Linked DNA regions of Ovis aries: region 1 is linked to region 2. The links are chromatin contacts, called in public Hi-C maps. All regions are on one chromosome and are shown on one strand. Each heading gives the region's core, a stretch centred on a gene start, on an enhancer-like site or on the middle of the called end of the contact. The rest is flanking DNA. Distances are from core to core; before and after follow the strand shown. Region 1 overlaps CTNNA1 (catenin alpha 1). Region 2 overlaps CTNNA1 (catenin alpha 1).

The links. Hi-C and Micro-C count contacts between places; a contact is called where the count stands out from the background.
Region 1: a Hi-C map of hypothalamus shows a contact between it and region 2, with 2.0 times the contacts expected there. The contact joins two enhancer-like sites. A contact is called at or near these places in 2 of 16 Hi-C or Micro-C datasets (hypothalamus and tail adipose tissue).

The regions. Positions count from the first base shown.
Region 1 is chr5:47,905,684-47,909,733 of ARS-UI_Ramb_v3.0, forward strand. It overlaps CTNNA1 (catenin alpha 1), which reads left to right. Exons shown (of 21, transcript XM_060415818.1): 15 at 1-3; 16 at 515-666. Among named protein-coding and RNA genes, the nearest start is that of LRRTM2, 52 kb to the left of the region's middle. Within about 2 kb of position 1,443, at least 12 of the 54 cell types and tissues checked have an H3K27ac peak or open chromatin away from gene starts, as enhancers often do. A contact at or near this core is called in hypothalamus, where this site is marked.
Region 2 is chr5:47,644,371-47,648,956 of ARS-UI_Ramb_v3.0, forward strand. The region is part of intron 4 of CTNNA1 (catenin alpha 1); the gene reads left to right. Among named protein-coding and RNA genes, the nearest start is that of TRNAC-GCA, 7.2 kb to the right of the region's middle. Within about 2 kb of position 3,036, at least 6 of the 54 cell types and tissues checked have an H3K27ac peak or open chromatin away from gene starts, as enhancers often do. A contact at or near this core is called in hypothalamus, where this site is marked.

The sequences.
Region 1 (4,050 bases), core at 193-2,692, 260 kb after region 2:
CAGGTGCGGGACCCCTCCCTCACCTGTGCTCCTCACACACAGATGGCCCTCTGGTTAGGAAGTAGGACACTGGGGCTCAGTTTGGTTTTCGGACAAGAGTTCTGGAAGGTACATCGGATTTATGAGTCATTGGTCAGCCACAGTAAGACCACACAAACACGTTTCCCTTACTTGTGTCCCACAGGTAGTAATGGGAGTCGTTCTGAACTCTGAACTTCTGAGTTATATCTCTAGTTAGTGAACACACTAAATTAAGGAGAGTCCCATTCTAGTAAGGCCTCTAGTTAATCCCAATTCAAATTCTCAGCCATCTAAATCCTGTGTTCCAGAATCTGGCCAGAGACAAAGAAGAGGATTCAAGTCTTTGTAAAATATGGCATTTAATTTATTTGAACTATAAATACCTCTCACATAGGTAGAAGCAGAGGCTCTTCATCATACACTCTGCCTCTCTGCATCTGACTGAGGGATTTAGGAGGGCTGGTGGTGATGTTATCATCTCTCTTCTCCGCAGTCATGCCACGTTTTACTGAGCAAGTGGAAGCGGCTGTGGAAGCCCTCAGCTCAGACCCTGCCCAGCCCATGGATGAAAACGAGTTTATTGATGCCTCCCGCCTGGTGTACGATGGCATCCGGGACATCAGGAAAGCGGTGTTGATGATAAGGGTGAGTAACTGCATTTCAGATGTTTTAACAGCTTCCTTCTTATCATTTGCTAAACTTGAGCAATGCATCATTCTGGAACTCAACAGATGTGTTGGCAATATATTAAAACCATGAATCTAAGGGCTGTTAGGAAGAGATATGTTTAATTACATTGTTTAAAATGACTTTTAGTTGCAAGTTAGAGCCCAAACTTGGGCTGAGAAAAGGGGACCTAGTATGAATTGAGGCTTCCTCTTGAGTTAAAGGGCAGTGATAGAAAATAAAGGCTCCTCAGTGAATTTCAGAGAAGGGAATATTTCCTTTATTCAGGTTGAAACTGTTCTTTACATGGAGCACTCCTCACCTCAGAGGGGTGGCAGGCAGGCAGGGTACTAGAGCCCAAGGGTATTGAGGGGAAGGATGAGGGGCTGTGCAGCCCTTGGTGATGCTCCTGATCTCTAGGGCCAAGTGTCGAGCCCTCTCACCGTGGCTGAAGGGAAGTGCCACCTGCTCTGGGCCCCGTTTGACCCGTCCTCTCTGAGCCAGAGGCAGTTCTCAGCGTCTGAGGCAGTGTCTGGGGTCCCCTGGGCATGAACAGTAGGGTTTTGAGAAACCACCTCCTCCGTGATCATCCCGTGTCTTAGGCTGGGACTCACATAGCAGTTGATGCCTCACACGCTGTTTTGAACATGAATGTGTTGCTCTGGAAGTGGAGAGCAGGACCTGTGCCAAGCTCTCCCGGAGTCACCCCCAGGCTCGGGCCAGCCCTGCCGTAGCCACAGAGCCAGCATTTGGAAGGCAGGCCTGCTGAGTAGACGGCTGCTGGCCTCTGCTGACAGTCTAGTCTTGTCGGGAAGCTTCCGTTACACCTTCATGGTTTGCTAGTCCGACCGCCCAAGGCGGACGGGGTTCTGTCCCCCTTTTTACCCCCTCAGCTGGAAACAGAAGCCATTTCTAAGGTAGTTGCATCAGGCTGGATACATTCTGTATGCAACGTAGCAACATTTGGGCATTACTGCACTTCTCTCAGGGGTAAGGAGCAACAAGAATGGCTCAAGGACTGTATGGCTGGCTGCTGGGTGTTCCTGCAGGCCCGGGTCACCTGCACATACTGGGGGTTGGGAGGGGATCTGGGGGAGCCTGTTGCTTTGTTCACCCCTGCTGCTGTGCTGGAGAGCAGCCCATGCTCAGGGAGGCCTGGCCCCCAGAGGTGCGAAGGGGTCCCTGGGTCAAGCGCACCAGTGATGGCAAAACGCAGCCCTGTTTTTCCAAAGTTCTTTGCATGCGGACAGAGAATAGAAGAAACATTAATAATCATGAGTTGCTGAGTGTCTGAGGTTAATGCCTTTGGGGTTTTAAATGAGCTGGCACTGCACACACCCCAGGATACCTGCACATCCAGGGCCTGTTCTGTGGAAGCAGGGTTCCTCCTCACATCTGAGACTCTCAGCAAGTTCCCGCATCTCTCTAAGATGCAGATGATGGTGTTGGTAGCTTGATGGGATGAACTGGAGGTCAGGTCAGGGCCTGGCATGTAGTAGCTGTTTCTTGTGTGCTTACTGCTGTGTGGGATCGTAAGTACAAGAGGCCCTGGCAGGTGTGGTGAGATGGAACCTGGGTGTGGTCACCTGGGAGGGCTCAGGGAGCAAGGACGGGTAGGTCTGCAGCAGCCTTGGTTTAGTTCCTCCTTTTTGTCTTGATTTAATTCAGGAACCATCCTTCCAACCCAGGGCCTCTTGGTTTCTTGATGCCTTGTAGTTAGCCTCTTTTGCCTGGTCCTTGTCATAACCAGCATCCCCATCATCCCTTCCGTCAGCTGCTCCCTTTGGTTCTGTGACTTCCAACAATGCTTTGAGTCCATCAGGATATTCAGCCGGTTGGTCCTCCCCACTTGCAACCCTCCCTCAGCCTCTTGGGTCCTTGTCTCACTCCTATTCCAGCTTCTGTTTCATCAGTACAATCTATTTTGCACCCTTTTACTCCCCTTATTTGCCTTTCAAAATACAGCCCTAGTGAAATTCTGTCTTCTGCTGAACATGGTGCATAAAAGTACAGTCATCTGACTGGGGTCACTGGACCCAGGATGTCAGGGGACTGCTGGTGCTACACAGTCTGGGAACACTTCCTACCTTCCTGCTTGCCTCCCCTTTCCCCACCTGTGCCCCATCCTACCTGTCTGGCCCTGGTAACCGTTTCACTGAGGATCCTAAAAAAGTGAAAGTGAAGTCACTCAGTCACGTCCGACTCTGCAACCCTATGGGCTGTAGCCCGCCAGGCTCCTTCTCCATCCATGGGATTTTCCAGGCAAGAATACTGGAGTGGGTTGCAATTTTCTTCTCCAGAGGATCTGCCCGACCCAGGGACCAAACCCGGGTCTCCCACATTTCAGGCAGACGCTTCACCCTCTGAGCCACCAGAGATCCATCGTTCCCGAGGATCCTGAGGTGGTTTGAACATCTGCTCCTGGCTGAGCCTGTTCCCTGCACTGGGTCTCGTTCCCTGTTCCTCCAGCACTTTTCCCCCAGCAGACAAACATGCCTTAATTTCTCCCATCGGAAGAAAACTCGCTGGTCCCTCCTCCTCCATCTTCACAGCCTGGGACCACGGGTACACCCTGTAGCATAGATTCTCACCTGTCTCTTTTCTGACTGTGTTCATTCGCTTGGAGCATAAAGATGAGAGGAAACCAGTGAGAGGCTGACTCCCATGGTCCACTCCTCTAGCCACCCTGCTTGCTGCCCCTCGCTTGTCTGCCTCAAGCTTGTCATCCCTAAAGTGAGCTCTGCATCTCTGCACTCAGTTCTCTCATCAGTTGATGACACGTCTGTCTTCAGTTGCTTAGGCCCAAACTTTAGATTCACCTTTGATTCCACTTTTTGCCTTATACGCTGAATCTGATTTATCCGCAGATCCTGTTGCCCTACCTTCTTAATAAATAGGGATTCTGAACATGGTTCCTGCCCTGGTCTAGGGCACCAGCACCTCTCACCTGGACTCATGCAGCTGCTTCCCAGTCTCGCTGTTCACATCCTTGGGTGCCTGCAGTCTTATATCTGTGAGATTGGGGATGTTTGTCTCTGTCATTCTGTACCTTAAGGGCTCAGAACTGCTTGCTTGGCACACAGAGATTCAACAAGTGAATGAACAGATAGAAGATAATTTGGTTTCCCTGGTAAGAACAGTTCTTGGGTCTGTGATGGGCTATGGAGGAAGGTGGGCAAGTAGAGATGCTGTTAAGAGGCACCCCTCACTACAAGGCTCAAGTGTCTGTGACTCCAGAATCACAATGGCCAACAAGCAGCTGGACTCCAGGTGTTGCACTGACGTGTAACTCACTGGTGCCTCAAGTGACCCCTCATTGTCCTCACCTCCACACGGAGGGCAGGCCCCGCCTTCACACGTGTA
Region 2 (4,586 bases), core at 1,786-4,285:
CAACCTCCCTCCACATGCCAGCCCTTTGTGGGGGAGGGGAGCCCATTTGGAAAGAATCACATCTGAAGCAGGCAATTTGGAGGGAGGTGGGGAGAATGGAGGAAGGGAAAACTGCTCAGGTTGCCAATTGGGCACAGCCATGTTTTAGCCTGGCCACATTGTGCCCACATTTTTCCTGTAGCCCAGCCTTCCCACGTGGCCCGTTTAGGCCCATCTGCCCACTTCTCATTCTCTCTGCCGCTCCTGGGCCCTGGAGAAATGCCAGCATTTCCCTTCTCTGTCCCTTCTGCCTTCTGGGCCCCACCTGGCCCACCCCCAAGCATACAAACATCCAGCTGGAGACTGGCTTAGAGGCAGGCAGTGTAAGCAGGGCAGGGGCTAGAACTGTAGTTTTGAGCTGATGATACCATGTTCCAGAGCCAAGGATAGGTGGACGTACTTAGCAGCTGAAATGTTACCTGTTTCCTGGTCTCCTAAACTACCAGGATGTAATCTCCCTGAAGAGAAGACCAGTGCTGGACTCAGATCTATCCCTGTTCTAGCTGGTAGCTTTGGGCAGGTCAACTCCTCTGAGTCTCTACTTCCTCAACTGTAAAATGAGGGGATTAAATAGGGAAATTTGAGAAGAAATGGGTAAACTGGGAACCGCAGTACAGAGCTTATCTGTCTTCTATCTTACCTGTTATCCTTCTTGTGCCCTGCCCTTCTGGGTCCCCCGAATGCTGATCACATAGGGAACGGTGCTCTCTTGCTCTCTTGTCTGCCTAAGGGGTCAAGATGCTCTGAGGAGCACCCCAGCCCTGTCCAGGAACAGCCAGACCTCTCAAAGCCCCGAAGAAGGGGTGCATAGACCCACATCTGTGTTGTTTTTCCAAGAATCCAAGGGAGTGGAATGACTTGAAGATAGCTGAGGTCACAGGAGACACTGTGGGATGCCGGTGTGGGGTCTCATTTCCTTCACTTTGCTCCAGAAGTCTCCAGAGTATGGATGTGCTGGGTTTTTCTCCTGTCTGGCCCTGGCCAGGTTGGAGGAGGAATCCCCACTGAAGATTGATGTCAGACTTGCCGTCCCCTCCCCCAGCCTCATGTTTGGTGATTTAAAGAAATTATTTGGACACAGGAGTTAATGGAAGTAGGTTGCTAGTGTGTGGGCGAATTCATCACTGTCTTCCTGCATTCTAAGAGCAGATCTGTCTTTCAGGGTGAGATATCCTAGAGTGACTTTCAAAAGTCTGAGAAATATAGGCTCTCTTGGAAGGGCAGAATTGTGGACAACTTGGGCAGGGATTTCAGGGAGCTGGTATGACTGCAGAGTGGCTGTAAGGACTGACTGGGAGGACTTTCCCTTTTGTTTCTTTACTTATGGGAGAAGGGAGGCAGAGGGTATTGGCATTGCTGGGAATGTTGCTGCCCCAGACCTATCCCCGCCCACCCCTAAGTGGGCTGTTCCTTGCAGTCCACTGCTCTGGGTGAGGAGGACTTCCTGCAGCTGTTGGTGGCAGTGATGAAACAGGTGGAGGGGAGGGGAGGTAAAAGGAGGGTGTTTGATGGAGGTCGTGCTCTGGAGGGAATGGGATTGCTTTCCTTCCTTGCATCCCCTCATTTGACCAGCTCAGCACTTCCTGGAGGTGGCATTCAGGCAGGGAGCTGTTAAGACCTAGTGCTGGAAGGCTTGGAGGCTGGGAGGTGGGCTGTGAAAGGGAACGTAATTATGCAGGTAGGGGCAGAACTCTCTGGCCAGGAAAGAACTGCTTCCCTCTCCAGCCTCACATCCAGCTAGGCCTTTCCCACAGTCTAAGCACCCATGAATCTGCCTGCAATTCGGGAGACCTGGGTTTGATCCCTGGATTGGGTAGATCCCTTGGAAGAGGGCATGGCAACCCACTCCAGTATTCTTGCCTGGAGAATCCCCATGGACAGAGGAGCCTGGCGGACTACAGTCCATGGGGAAGCAAAGAGCTGGGCACGACTGAGCAACTAAGCACAGCACGGGATGTACATGTTCATGCATGCTCACACACCGTTTAGTGAGAGTGCAGAGGTGTACCTGTGAACCATTTAGGGGAAAAAGGACTAGAGGCAGTCCTGAGGTTTGTTCTCTACCTCTCCAGCCAGTCAGAAGGTTTCTCTCAGACATTCACTTGGGTCTTAGCTGGTCATCTCTCCACCCCTTATTTTGCTCCTTCTTCTTCTCTGGGTTTCTCTGTGTCCTGTCTCCCCCGACCCACATACACACACCACCCCCCTCTGGCTTCCCTCTCTGTCTCTGATCTTGAAAACAGGAAGTGTTGGAAGAAGACCCTCCCTCCTAGCTGTCCCTATTTAGCATGCAGCAAGACAGATTTAAATTAGGTTAAAGAAAGAACTAGGAGTGGGGAGTAGTGGGTGGTCAGGACAAAAGGCAGCCACTAGGGGTGGGGTGGGCTGTGGAATCCTATAGGCTCACAGAATGTTGGAGCTAAAGAGACCTGAAGAATCTTCTAGTTTCTCCTGAGCTTACAGACATGGAGCCAAAGGTCTTTTTGGAAACAGCTATTCTTATTTGTATTGTCAGTGATAAATTTGGTCATGTCTCACTGGCATCTGAGGGAGTTTCTGGGGAGAAGCGGGGTCTCTCCTGTGTCTATCTCCCACCGCACTCTCACTAAGGTGATTCACCGAATGTGGCACAGCCTCTCTCTCTGGGGCACAGAGAAGGTGGCTGACTTTGCGCATGGAACCTGACTCCTCTCCTGAAGCCACGGACCCCTGCAGAGTGGACAGCCCTCCTCTCAGCTCTGGGCATGTACCAGAGCCCAGGCTGCAGGGCCCCGGTGTGTTGTCCTGCTCCCAGATAGCTCCTCTCTGGCTGTTCCCATACTCAGTGACTCCTGGGGAGATCCAGCTCTGACTTGGGTGGTGTGTGGAGACAGTAGCATAAAGCGTGGCCCCTTCTGCTGGAGCAACTAGAATGGGCTTTAACACGCCTTCCTTCTTCCACCCCAAACTGGCTTCAGACAAGCCTGGCAGCAGGGGGCACTCCTGGGTCATCCCAGGAGAGGATTCTAGGGACCATCTTCAGCCTGGACTCTGAACATAGTAGAAATTTTGTGTATCCACCTGTCATTCTGAGGGTGAACAGGGCAAATCCTTTGAGAGTTGGAAGTAGTCTTTTTCTAGCAGGCAGACAGAGACTTGAGAGAAAAATCGCTCTTCTAAATATTCCCTGAGACTCCTTGGGCTGACTTCTGCCTCTGGGAGATTAGTTGGGAGGGCAGGTCTCTATCTGGGAGCTGTGGCCAAGACCAAATGGGTCCCATTTTGGGGACAGTGTAACTCCTGGCCCCTTGCTAGTCCTTAGCAGCTAATAGTGGTTTAGCTGTCTTTGGGGAGCTGTATTTTCTTCAGAATGACTTCCAGATTAATCTGTGTTGCTAATACTCATGCCGTGTCCACTAGATTCTTCATCATGGTGGGGAAACGGGAGAGACTTTTTCTATTTTTCCCAGACTGAACACAGTCCTCTGTGACTATCCTGGACTTGTTTGGGAGTCTGATGGGGATGGGGTAGGAGATCTACAGGCTGAGAAGGAGTGCTGAGAAGATTGGTGGGGTGTGGCTCATTCCTGACCCATAGCTGACCCGGTTGAGGCTTTCTGGGCAGCAGATGCCCTGAGGAAAAGCCCCTAAGAAGAGACTTCCTAAGGACCCCTACTCCTACTTTCTTCCACTCATTTCCCTCAGATTTCCTCATCCACCACCCAGTCATCTCAAAGCCTCTTCTCTAGTAACAGGGCCTGTGTGAGTATTGACTTAAGGGCACAGGGATGGTAAAATGCCTGTATCAGTAGCTGTCTCTGTTCAAACAATGTGGGGAGGCCAGTATACGTGGCTGGTGGTAGAGGACAGGATTTCAGGTATCACTAGCAGAGCTGAGGTGGTGGTTGTTTAGTCGCTAAGTTCTGTCCGACTCTTTGCAACCCCATGGACTATAGCCTACCAGGCTCCTCTGTCCATGGGATTTCCCAGTCAAGAATATTGGAGTGGGTTGCCATTTCCTTCTCAAGCACAGGGCCAAACCTGTGAGTTTATTCTGGGGGAGTACAAGTCCAAGTCATCCTCAGAACTGATTTCTGACTTCAGAACCCCAAATCACTACTTTTCTCTACAGTCTGGCTATGCAGGAATTCCCAGGCCTTCAGGGCCCCGCTTCATCCCACAGGCCTCAGGGTGGCTATAAACATTAAGGCCGCAGTCCTCCAGGCTGTGGAGGAGGGGAGGGTAAGGAGAGTGGGAAGACAAGCCCAATGTAGCAGGCCCTGGCTCCAGTGTCTTTAGGGTCCAGAGAGCCCCAGCCCCACCTACCCACCACTGAGGGATTAATTCTCAAGCTCTTTAGGGCAGTAGAGATTAGGGACTGGGCCTGCTCCAGATGAAAATCTCCAGAGGCGCAAATTCCATAGCTTACCTGTAGCCTTTTTCTCTGTGTCTCCCAGCTCCTGGAACCAGGACATTTTCCTGAGGTTTCACCTAAGTTCTTCCAGCTGTAGTTTTAGCCCAGGCTTGAAGCTTGCAGCATATACTGGAGACCCTGGGACACCCTCCCA